Regions from separate parts of the Mus musculus genome. Here regions 1 and 3 are each linked to region 2. The links are chromatin contacts, called in public HiChIP or PLAC-seq maps. All regions are on one chromosome and are shown on one strand. The core of a region is the stretch at or near the end of the contact, and the rest is flanking DNA. Distances in the headings are between cores, read along the strand shown. Region 1 has its middle 36 kb from the start of Gm40112. Region 2 has its middle 48 kb from the start of A230001M10Rik. Region 3 overlaps Tspan2 (tetraspanin 2).

Region 1 (4,443 bases), core at 1,858-4,357, 350 kb after region 2:
CCCTGCTCTGCCTCAGAAAGGGGGCCACCTGAGGCTCTGGGTGCCTGGATGATAGCCACATGTTCCATTCTATATTTGGAACACAAAGAAAACCAAGACAGTCTGTCATTAGAGGCCAAGATACCTGGAAGTCAGGCCTTCCCGGAGAGCCACCAGCAGGCTTTAGTCATATTGTCCGTTCATTCCCACTGACGCCTGCTTTCTATTTCCTGTCCAGCACACAGGAAAGTGAAGTCCACCAGTTAGAGAAAGGATCCTCTCAAGACTGCAGGTGTTTCCCCCAAAACATAGCCCAGCTTCATCTCTAGGCTTGTTACCCACTTTCCCTGATCCTACTCATTGAGTTCTGGGACAGAAGCCATACCAGGCCACAGAAGCAAAGAACAGTTTGTCAGTAGATGCCCCCACAAGCCCAACCACCTGCCACTCCAAAGACAAGAACTCATATCTTGGTATCAACAGTATATTTTGTCCTTAAGGAGTTAGAGAGAGAACTGGACACAATGCCATGTCTTTTGCAATGTATTATGGAAGCCTGCGGGGGTCCCATCTCTTTCCACCAGCTGTTGACTACAAGGTAGCACTCAGTGCCCAGGGATGACGCTTGAATACAAATTGAGCCCTTGCCATCATGAAAAGAGCTAGGTTTTAGGGGTGATTTGTTTAAAAGCCAGATCATAAATCAACTGTCAGTTTTTCTTTCTTCCAGGCCTGGCAAGCTCACCTTTACATTGAATTAATCGCATCTGAAACTTGACCTCGAAGCCCCACCCCTCCCCCTGGCCTGTTGGAAACATGTGCACGGGGCCTTGCAGTCAGTGCAGCAAGAGCTTAAATTGTTCCACATTTTTAATAAATGAGCCAGGAACCCATGGGACAACTCCCATTGACCCCAGCACTCGACATATTGATCAAATGAAGAAGGCAGAGTCAGATTGGCAGTGACCAGATTTGAGGGAACAGTTACTAAGCGTGGCAGGCCCATGCCTGGACAAAACTGATCCACACTCTCCATCGAGGCCAGAGCGCCTCTCAGCCTTCAGAAAAGCTCAGAAATATTAACTGCCAGTAACAGCTCAGCTGGGGAGGTGGGGAGGGGCAGGGCAAAGGGACGAGAGGAGAAGAAGGGAAGGAAGGCAGGCAGGACCACCTGCCAGAGATGGAGGAGCCTTTGCAATCTGCACAGAGCCAGGTCTCTGGGACTTCTGCCATCTTCTTCCTTCTCTGATGCTAAAAAAAGAAATTTGATGGCAAAAAAAAAAAGTTTGGAGTTTGCTGTAATGGGGCCTAGGAGTCCATGGCATAAGTCAGCCTGAGTGAGAAGCCCACAGTGACACTGGAGACAGGCTTGGCATGGAGATCGGCTCCTCTCCAAGGAGCTAACACTTTTTGGCAAGAAACAAACGGACATGAAAATCGATGTGGCAAGTGGCTACTCTAGGCCAGTGCCAGAATCTGGAATGTAGCGTAGAGCAAGCCACAGAATCCCATTCCCTCACACACAGTCCAGCCAGGCAGGTGATGCAGTGGCAGAGACGTGACAGGGACTAAGAGAATCCATGGGACCACAGAATCCACGGGAATACCACCTTAGATGCACATGCTTGGCAACATTCCCCATAGAAGCTCTCCATACAGGCTGAGGCCAAGGACGCACGGGACAGGGGTCGTCTGCAGGGCTGTCAGAAGAGGGACTGACATGTATACAAGCTTGGGGCCAGAGAAAGTAGAGTGCCCTTGGGAACCAAGAGAATGACTTTACAATGCAGAAAACAGAACCAGCAGGGGAGCCGATGAAATTGAACAGCCTTGACAGTCCCAAGCCGCAGGTAACTAACAGGAGCTTAGACATAGGCACCAGCACAGAGCTGGGGTACACAGAAAAGGGAGCAACGGAATTCCCTGAGCATGGCCAGAAAATGCTTTGCAATGAGCAGCCTGCTAAAGAATGACTAAGGTTTGCTCCAGATGTGAGAAGACTGCTTCAGAGGGAGGAAGCCGAGTATGCAAAGGCAGTGTGGCTCAGGCAAGAGTAACTTTATACTCTCTCCAGTCCCAGGTGAGATCCTGGATGAGCAACACATGCTATGCCAGGTTCTCTGAGGCTCAAAATACGGGGTCTTAAGCCCCAAGAAAGGTGGAGGGAACACGCATGGAGTCCACGATCCTTCAGCCCGGGGACCCTCCTGCAGAGAACAACCTGTATCCAATATTCAGAACCATAGGCCGGTCAGCTGGAGTCACATTAGGGGGACAAGGAAAATGATCCCTTTCTAGAGAGGCCTTCATACGCCAGCAGTCATGGCCCTGGTCAGATATTGCGTAGAAACACCACCCAGAAAAGGATCCTCGGAAATCATGCCAATTCAATCAGCACAACTTGGTGTGTGATGTTCCAGACAGAGATGTTACAGAAATGTCACATTTATTCTTCTATCACCCTCATAGAGGAGGTTAATTTACAAGTGAGAAAAATGGCAGTCAAATATCCTGCCCAAGGCTCGGCATGATTAGTAAGTGAGAGTGAGAAAGGTCCGAGGACTTTCTGGGCCATATTTCCCTGCTGGTACTACACCGTTGCCCTAGACATGCACACATGCACATGCACACACACATACGCACGTGGAGGCAGAGGGCTGAAGAGTCTCCAACTGAAACAAATTCTACATAAAGCAAGTTCCGGACAGCCCTCAGAGGCACTTCAAATCTGTATCACTCCTCAGGCAGGCACCCCAGCACCCCACATGCATGTATGAGAATAGAAAAGTTGTGGATGAACAATTAGAATAAAGAAGCTGACGACGGGTATCTCAGAGAAAACCGACTAACAGGCTAAGATCCTAATATGGCTGGCCTAATCTCTAGCACAGATGTCCCAAAAGGCTGAACTGACCTGGAGAATTAAAGATAAGACATGGAGAAAGTGGCCCTCGGAGGTGATCACTCTGAAAATCACCTGTCCTCCAACCACAGGAAGGAACTGCAGAATTTGAACTTGTGAGTCATCCCGTTTATCTGTACCACCTCTGTTGAGTCATTGTTAACCAGTGAGCCTGCCCTTGTGTAAGGTGTGTGTTTGCATCTGGGCCCACACATTCAGCAGACAGCACCAGCCAGGGTGACTCATGAGTCCTCACATTTTGTCACCATTAAGTCTTGTCAGAGATTCTCTATGCTTGTCTGACTCCAGAGAGAATGTTTTTCCACAAACGGGAAGCCAGGGCGCAGGACGGGAAACCCCTCCACCAGCTATGTCTGAGTGTGTTCATCTCTCCTCAGAGTTCATCCACCAACTGCCCCCTCTTCCTTCTGCTGTCTTCAGCTTCTGTCAGTTCCTAGAAGATTGGCAGGAAACATAGTTTCACTGCGGGCCATCACTGTCTATTTCAAAACTCTTCAGGGTCTCAAAAGATCCCTGGTTCCTCTCATACACTCTTCTGAAAGTCTATTCATAGTCTTTGCCAATGATGTCATTCCTCACAGGAAAACCAAATGCACATCTTCACATGTTACTCACTGCCCAAAACCCTCCCATCTTCTACCATACACAGACCTGTAAATGTTGGTTTCCTCCACACACACACCAAATGTTATGTCTCTAATAATGTCCACTGTGTTTCCAGTCACACACAAGTCAAGCGGAACAGGTAAAATGTGGTCACAGCTGAGCAGTCCAGGGATGAGACCCAACCTAACCCGTGTCTGTCTGGATCACCTTCCTGGGATATTATGAACAGACTTGCTCAGGAATGACAATCTTAGCATCTGTGCCTTCCACAGGTAAATTGAAAGCTGAGGTGAGATGGGGAGACGGGAGCTGCTTCCCCAAGCCATAACCAGGAAAGCCCAAACAGTGGGTCCATGGTAAGGGGAGATAAAGCTTACCTGAGAAGTGGGGCTGAGAGAAAACCCACTCACTCCTGAGTCCCTAGGGCTTAGAACCCAGAAGGTGCTCTCCCCGGTGTTAGCCCTCAAGCATGGAAGGCAGTAGATGAAAGAGTTAAATGTCCACTTACATTGAAAAAAAAATATGACTGAAAATGTCTGAGTCACAGAGTACCTACAATCATATACTATTTCAGAAATGGTTTTTCCTGTACTCATAAAATGTCCTCCTCCAAGTTCTTCATCTTTACCTTTAGTGTGAGTTCCTGGGTCTCCCCGGATCCATCTTCTGCATTACCAGACATCCATTTCCAGAGTGTCAACACAGTTTTCTGTGGATGTTGTTTGGCATTATTTTTAAGTCAATCCCAGGATGTCACTACATGCCACAGAAAGAAGTGACAGAGACACAGAAGGCATGGAGAGGGGAAAGGAGGGATGGATTTTTAACTTCAAACGCATTACTCTTTTTCTTCTGCAAAGTTCTTATTCATGGCCTAAAATTGATTCTCCTCTGAGATCTTGCTTACAATTGCATCTGTTACTTGCGATAGGAAT
Region 2 (3,918 bases), core at 635-3,134:
GCAGTGCTCATGTTGCGGTTTTGAAACACTTTATATTGAACAAACTTGATCTCAGTTCAAGGACAACTTGTTGGGATTTGAAAGCAAATCTTACCTCTTGAGAAGAATGAGAGAGACTTAAGGAGGTGTGGAGAGAATGCTGAACTGAATCCAACATCTCTCTGTAAATGTCTTTTTTCTTTTTAATTATTTACTTTATGTATGTGAGTACGCTGTAGCTGCCTTCAGACACACCAGAAGAGGGTATCAGATCCTATTACAGATAGTTGTGAGCCACCATGTGATTGTTGGCAATTGAACTCAGGACCTCTGGAAGAGGAGACAATACTCTTAGCCTCTGAGCTATCTCTCAAGCCCATAAATGTGTTTTAAAACAAATACTTCAGCCCTGTATATATGTCACAGTTTCTAGAATAATGGTTGAAATTGGAAAGTCTCATAAAATGTAGACTTAGCCAAAATAACCCTTCACTCTTCTATTTTTTTGTGTTCATGTATATGTATATATGTATGCATATATGTGTACATATGTGTATATATGTGTATGTATATGTATACATATATGCATGCATATACATCTCTATATAAAAATTTTAAAATTATTGTTTGCAATAAGTGCACTGCCTGAATGTGTGTATGTGTACCATAGGTATATACTGCACTTATTGATGTCAGAAGAGGGTATTGGATACCATGGAGTTACACACAGCTGTGAGCTGCCATGTAGGAGCTGAGAAACAGAGCCCCAGGTCATCTGTAAAAATAACTAACTCTATCAACCACAGAGCCAACTCTCCAACTCTGTTCTTCCATCTAAGTTTAGTCAGAGAGTAAGGATTCCCACTAGGAAAAATAGGCTCCTGGGATAGAGATATGACCTGAGAGTGACCCATCTCATTGCACTCTCGCTGACCGAAGTGGAAATCCCCAGGCCCTACTGTCCACAGCACTAGAGGTCCCTGTCCCAGCCCAAGGACAATGTAACCATGGCAATCCTTGGTGCCATCTAAAAGAAGTCAATCGCAGGGAGTGTAAGAAGAGGGTTAGGGCTGTTTGAGAATGGATGTTATCTGACTTCCCACAGATTTACATTCAGTTCAAAGCCCTGAGGACCCCTGTGTGAAAAACAGTGCATTAGGGAAAGAGGATGAGAAGAAACGAGGATTGGGTGGGAAAGGACATGGGCCAGGGAAGAGAGAGCAGAGGCAAGAGGAGCCGTGGAGACTGGGAAGTCCAAAAGAGGCAAAGGCTTTCTGTGGGGTTAACGTTCCTTGCGGGACCTTGGTCGGCTCCAAGCGTGCTCCGCCCCTAGGTGGTGCTGTGTAGTCAGCAAGAGCAGGAAACAACCATTGTTGGAAGCAAGATATTTCTCTTTGATACGAGGGCTGGCTGGACTCTGCTCTCCCATACTACTCTAGATGAACCCAGGAGTTGGTCCCTGTCTGCCTCCATTCTCCTTACTCTTATCCCATCCTCTAGGAACTTTCTGGATACTGCGTCCTGGATGCTCTCAAGAAATCCATTAAATGGGCAGTGTTACCTTTTATTATCTTTTATCCGTAGATGAAAATAACGTGCCCGAAACTCGGAGTGAGAAGCTCAAAGTTTCTCTGCCCGGAGAAGGTTTAAATTCAGATCTGGGGACAATTTACGAGCCTACGGGGTTAGCTCATGCTGGACTCCCGAAGGCCACCTCTGGGACTCTGAACCTCGCTGGTGTATCTTTCCTGCGGGCTTACATGGGGCCAGCCTGGCGGCCACCTGGCTCTCTATCAATCAAGCAGCCTTGATGGAGCGGGGACCACATTGTGTACAGAGCCCTGCCCCAGCCCTTGGCAGAGGGAGTCACAGGTGGCTTGTCAGGAGGGAGGTGGATTACTGTGAGTCATTCCTTCCCCAAGGAACCTATGGCAGATTCCTTGCTCATTGGTCACTAGGGTGACACAGCTGAGTGTGAGTAACCAGAGAGGGGGAGGGGCAAAAGGGAAGAAGAGCGGGAACTCTCTAAATCATCGCAGCTGTGAGGCATCCTAAAACAAGGAAGGTTTCTTTTCCAGTTCAATTTAAACCTGTCAAGACCTGTGGACGTTACAGGCCAATGACCCAAGAAGTAAATGGAATTTTTATATAATTATTAATTGGCACCGAAATTGTACAAATTCCGAATTAAAAAATATATATTAGTCAATGTTATTAGGGTGTAACAGTAATCTTTAAAAAGAAAACATAGCTGTAGAGAGCATTGACGAATGTATTCCACATTGGGGGTGGTGAAAAGCAGAAAGGAAGAGGAAACAGAAGCAGAGGAAAAGAAGGGAGAGAAAAGAGAAAGGAAAAAATCTGCCCTGGGGGTCCCACTGGGCTATGTGTCTGGCCCTGGGACCTCTGGCCTCTGCTTTGTCTATTTCTCCTCTACATGGCTACAGGTTTTCTCTCTCTGCATTCATATTTTGCCAGGTGCTTAACATAGAGGCAGACACACAAGACTTCTAAAAGGCACTTGCCTATCAACACTGCTATCAAACTTGCAGGGAAAGAAAACAGGATTCAAAGGTGTATTATTTTTCCCCATGCTTACTGGCAGCAAGCATAGTGATTTTTCACTGTGCTTTAAAAAAAAAAAAAGATTGATTGGTTAATTATCAATTCAGGTTATAACCTGCACCAAGCACTTCTTTAGACAGTTACTAAGTGGCTGAGTGAGTTTTCTGGAGTTGAGTAGATATGGGATAGAGGCAAGCCAACTGCAAGTTTGATAGCAGTGTTGATAGGCAAGTGCCTTTTAGAAGTCTTGTGTGTCTGCCTCTATGTTAAGCACCTGGCAAGTTGCAGAAGTAATAAAGAAAGAATTAAGGAGAAAAACGAGATCGAGATGATATATAATTATGCTTCCTTACCTTTAAGCTCTTCAAGGCTCATCAAACAAAGGGCACGCTCATCTTGCACGAGGAAAAGAGGGCCGCTTCTGATACATCTGGTGAATTCATCTGTTGTCAGAGAAGGTGCAGCCAAGGGTCCAGAGGAATGACCTTCTCTAGGCTCTTTCTGCAAACTGTCTGCGTTTTATCAATGGTCTTGACTTCATAAAACAAAACAGCATGAGAGGCAGTTATCCAAGCGCGTGAGCTTCCAACTGTCAGGATACAGACAGGCAAGAGTCCTGGAGGCAAGCAGCCTGTGACCTCAGACATAGGAGGCCCTCAGATTCATTTGCTTCGGGTGTTGAAATCAAGCAAGAAAGCAGTTACTGTTGAGTGTTAGTGCTATTCCAACCTCAATGAGATTTTATCTATGGGGAGAAAGATTAGGGGAGACCAAATTTATTGTCATTCAGAGGAAGTATTTATAAACTTGGCAGAGTCTCATGCGAGAGAGTAGAACAAAGGCTGCCAAACAGATTCATAAATCGAAACGAATGACCTGAAAGTATTTTCCGCTGCATACACGTGGTTCTATATGCACTGTGCCGCTCCAGCTCAGCACTGGATTGCCCTGTGTGGTGCTGATGTTGCTATCTCCGTTGTAGGCATGGGGTAGGGTGGGGAAGCTTGAAATCGTACCAGCTAAAATCAGGACAGAGCAGAAAGGATGCTGTGAGGACAAGGCTGCTGTCAGTGTAGACTGTTCCTGAGCTGTTGCAGAGAAAATAACAAGGGTAACGCTGGGGGAAAAACTGCAAGTGGGCTAGATCTGACTGGGGAGAACATAAAAGAAAGAATAACAGCATAAAATAAAAGGATGTGGTAGGATGATGAAGGAAATTGACCTGCAAAGCATATGGGCCTGATTTTGCTAATAAAGTTTTATTGGAAACAATGATGCTCATTTGTTTACTGTTTGTTAAGCTTGTTTTCATGAAAGACAAAGCTGCATTCATCGTAGCACAGACCATAAAAACCACGAACCTAAAAATATTTA
Region 3 (3,975 bases), core at 155-2,654, 440 kb after region 2:
ATCCACTTGGCTTAGCTTAGAGAGCAAAGCCGGAATGTTAGAGTAGAGCAGCTGACCCTCCTGCTCACCACAGGGAGCTCTGCGATTGGTAAACACCCAGCCCTGGCTTTCGGCACAGTGGTCAAATACCAACAGAACACTTTAGCTTGACTAAGTTTGTTCAACATTTCTGACTTAAGAGATCACAAGGTATTTTTAGGTTAAATCCAAAACTGTACCTGTGAAACTTTACTTACACCTCAAACCAGCAACACAGATGGAGCTACTCCTGGATCTCTTGCCTCTCCAGCCCTGTAGGACCACCCTCCCTCCCACTGGGTGGGAGGCTCCTTAGCTCACTGATCTGACCTGAAGAGGGAAACAGTCTCATGTAGACCAGGCTGGAATGGAACTTAATAGCTAAACCCTTGATCCTCCTGCCTCCACTTCTGAAGCACTAGGCTCTCAGGTGTGGGCCACTAAGCCTAAATGTTCTGTGTATTTTTCTTTAGAATGTGTTTCTGAGTCATCAGCTCATACCCATTGCCCTTCGGTTAAAGATGTCCTAAACAGGCTTAGCATGCTCAAGTGGTTCTTCAAGACACCAAGCCACAGCCAAGTGCAATGGTACCTGCCCGTGGCCCCAGCTTCTTGGGAATCAAGGAGGATCGCAGGCAAGGGAAGAAGAGAGGGGGAGCCATCCACTCAGCCTAGAGCGAGGAAGCCTCCAGAAAGACACAGAGCATAGCTCTGGGGAGGCAGCAGGCAGGCTTTTGGGGATTGACCCATGTTTGCAAAGATGCTCTCCCTTTTCGAATTCTTCTTTTCCCTCCATGATAATGGAGTTTCTCTCTGTCTCAATGCTCTGTACCAAGTGTCCAAGGCAGACAGAGTGGTAGGCATTAGCCAAAGCAGGGAGACACGAATGCGGGGAAATGAGGACATGGAAGGAGGTAGTCAGACCAACTGCTGCCTGCTGCCTCCATTTGTGTCCCTCTGGGTCAAGGCCAAGGCCTAGCAGCTGACCCAGGGTCTCTGTGTCCCTTGGTTGCCTAGGTGAGGAAGGAAGAGGCTGGCAAGAGCGGGGCTGGCAGGGAGAAAACCTGGGTTACTTGGAGTTTCCTAGACCTTCTCCGTTCCAGTTTCTCTCAGGGAACTCAAGCCCCTGCTCCTTCCTAATTCCAACAACCTGCCCCTCTGATTACCTGTCCTGGCCCCTCCCCATGTTTTGGAAGGGTGAATGCCTCGGGGTCTTCCAGGATCATAGAGTGGGGAATGGTCCTCTCTGCCTCAGGAAGCTGGAGCACATGAGCTCATGTCTGTGAGCCGAGGATGTGAGCAGGTTTCTCCACTGGGGGTGCCCACACAAACAGGAGCCACTTGGCTCTGCAGTCCCAGCCTGGCTACATCTGCCTTTCCCTCTTCGATTCAGAGTCCCGGAGTCTGACTTTGATTGTGGCTGAGGTTGTGTGGAAGGAAAGTGTTCCGTTGCTAACCATTCAGGGGCTGGCTTGCCTTTATAAACACTCTGACTCACTCTGGTAATATTTTTTTAACTTCATATCTGATACCATGCTAGCTGGATAACAGAGACTACCATGTCTGGACAGTTTCTCCAAAGCCATTCTACAAGAATCAGAATAGGTAATTATGCCAGAATTGCAGATCACAACCCTGAAGGAGAGAGGGGACTTAACCATACCCAGTCTCAGCAGCCCAGAGCTCTGGACCCTAGCCTGTTCTTTTATGGGAAACACCCAGGAAGCAGCAATTTTAGAAATCTCAGGAACTCTTCTACCATTTATACATGGCAGATTTCTAGGTAAGAAACTCACTGTTCTGTGTCTCTACTGGAAATGTAGCCTGGGAGTTTGGGGTTCACACTTTGGCTGGATTCCAGTTCACACTTTGGCTGGATTCCAGTTTACCTGTTATAGCTTTGCAGCTTTCATTAGCTGCGCCTCTGGTTCTTTAGATGTGGACTGTGAACGTGCATAAGTGCAGGGCCAACTCAGCTAGAGGTGAGTTATGAACAAATACTAACTCTCAGTACTCACGGACCGAGGGGATGCTGAGGAAAAGCCATCTCATGAGGGAAGACAGCATGCGAGAGGAGCAGTTGGGATGGGCTTAGACCAGCTATCACACGGACCTTCCATCAAGTGGGTTCTTGACCCGTGTCAAGTGCAGAGTACAGGCATCACCTGGAGAGGGCTAGGCCATCAGGAAGTGGTACTTCCCACCAGTGACATGGATGGAATGAGACACGTAACGCACCTGGAATACTAACTGCTATCTGGTAGCTCCTGCGGCTGTTATTTAGAAAGCATCTAACCCTTTCCCATGAGCTCAGACTCATATAGATTCTCCTAAACACATAGATACAGCCAACCCATAGAATTGGTTCACATCCATTGGTTCAGCATCTACAAATCCAAGAAACCCCAGGTCAAAGTTTTTTTTTTTTTTAATGCATCTCTTCTGAACATGGACAGACCTTTTCATGCCATTAATCCCTAAATAGTAAGCCCAACAACTCTAGAACATTTGTGTTGTGCTAGATATGGTAAGTAATCCAGAGATGATTTAGAGGATGTAGGGGGTTGTGGGTGAATTATGTGTAAATATGATGCATTTCATGAGTGGCTCCATGCATCCACTGGTTAGTATGTGAGGGGTCCTGGGACTAAACCCCATGGAGACTGAGTGATGATGGCTGTAATTATGTGCGTCCAAGGGAAACTGGAAGGAAAACTTCTGCACACACACACACACACACACACACACACATATCAAAAAAAAATTAGATGAAAAACCAATCATTAGCAGGTTACATAAGACCATCTGCTGTCAAGATCACTGGCAGTGGCGAACATGCCAATATATCCACTCCCAAGAAGGATTTTAGAAGAGTTTGTGCTGATGAGCCTTGAACAGGCCCTCCTGATCATTTGTTAGCTGAAGCAATGCCTCTAGAAGGGTCTGAACTCTGAGGAGGAGGAGAGATGGACTCATTAGGGAAGTAGGCATCCCTGGGTAAGCTGCTGCTGGTAGCATCTCACTGGCTTCACCAAGCCCAGTCATTAACAATAAAACCCAATTTCAAAGGACTCTCCGTTTTCAAATCAAGAAAAATAGGGACTTAGAAAACATAAGAGACTTATTAAGTAGGTCACATGTTTGTCTTGTGTGCTCTTTGGGAGAGAGGACTCTATGGAAGCCATTTTGGAATTAAAATGTAGTTATAAGCTAATTGATCCATCAGCAGCTCTTTTTAAAACCAGACTTTAAATAAGGTATCCTTGGAAGCCTTGGGGCTTACACTGTACAGATTCAGACAGCCAGATTTGGCAAGCCCAGGGAATTCGTTACATGTCGAAGTTTCCTGTGATTCTCTCCAGCTCCACAGAGAGTCTCATTTTGAACCCAGAGGACGGGCGCATCCTTTCATGCAAACAGAGGCTTGCTACGGAGAGGCCTCAGGAGCAGGAGCTGCTGAGATGCTTAGGTTGTTTTGTCCATACTGGGGTGTTGCGTAGTGTTTGAGTGAGCACATCTCCTGATTGTTGCCAGAGAGACCTAGTGAACTGTACCCACTGGAGAGACCCTCTGACCTAAGTTCTCGGGCCCCTATACCCTGCGAGCCTGTCTTTTCACAACATCCCTTTCCTATCTCAGACCTTCTTGGGATATGAGGCCACATCCCACTTGGCTGACATTGGGGAGCACAGCCTAATACATGTTCATTGCAATGGGACCTCAGGCTGTGTGTCTAAGCCTGTGGAGGGATGAGGCAGTCACTCTGGGACTTTGAATTTATTTCACTGACCACTGGAGAAATATATACTGACTGGAGGTTCTCACCTGAAGATTTGTAGACCTGCAGTCTTCAGAAAACTATAGGAACCTACAAAGGTCCAATTCACACTAGAACAAGGCATGGTCACCAGCTGCCTGGAGTGTAGTATATAATAGATGAGAATTTAGGGAGCTGGT

Evidence for each region. HiChIP or PLAC-seq counts read pairs in DNA pulled down with a chosen protein or histone mark.
Region 1: a FOXA1 HiChIP or PLAC-seq map of pancreatic cancer cells shows a contact between it and region 2. The contact joins two enhancer-like sites. A contact is called at or near these places in 1 of 15 datasets of contacts at CTCF or cohesin (the NIH/3T3 cell line) and 4 of 115 datasets of contacts at active chromatin or transcription factors (embryonic fibroblasts, embryonic limb bud, embryonic stem cells and 1 more).
Region 3: a contact with region 2 is called in a FOXA1 HiChIP or PLAC-seq map of pancreatic cancer cells. The contact joins two enhancer-like sites. A contact is called at or near these places in 2 of 115 datasets of contacts at active chromatin or transcription factors (extraembryonic endoderm stem cells and pancreatic cancer cells).

What each region holds. Positions count from the first base shown.
Region 1 is chr3:102,656,469-102,660,911 of GRCm38.p6, forward strand. No RefSeq gene overlaps it. Among named protein-coding and RNA genes, the nearest start is that of Gm40112, 36 kb to the right of the region's middle. Within about 2 kb of position 3,108, at least 32 of the 459 cell types and tissues checked have an H3K27ac peak or open chromatin away from gene starts, as enhancers often do. A contact at or near this core is called in pancreatic cancer cells, where this site is marked.
Region 2 is chr3:102,308,612-102,312,529 of GRCm38.p6, forward strand. No RefSeq gene overlaps it. Among named protein-coding and RNA genes, the nearest start is that of A230001M10Rik, 48 kb to the left of the region's middle. Within about 2 kb of position 1,885, at least 56 of the 459 cell types and tissues checked have an H3K27ac peak or open chromatin away from gene starts, as enhancers often do. A contact at or near this core is called in pancreatic cancer cells, where this site is marked.
Region 3 is chr3:102,751,252-102,755,226 of GRCm38.p6, forward strand. All of the region lies in intron 2 of Tspan2 (tetraspanin 2), which reads left to right. Among named protein-coding and RNA genes, the nearest start is that of Tspan2os, 18 kb to the left of the region's middle. Within about 2 kb of position 1,405, at least 23 of the 459 cell types and tissues checked have an H3K27ac peak or open chromatin away from gene starts, as enhancers often do. A contact at or near this core is called in pancreatic cancer cells, where this site is marked.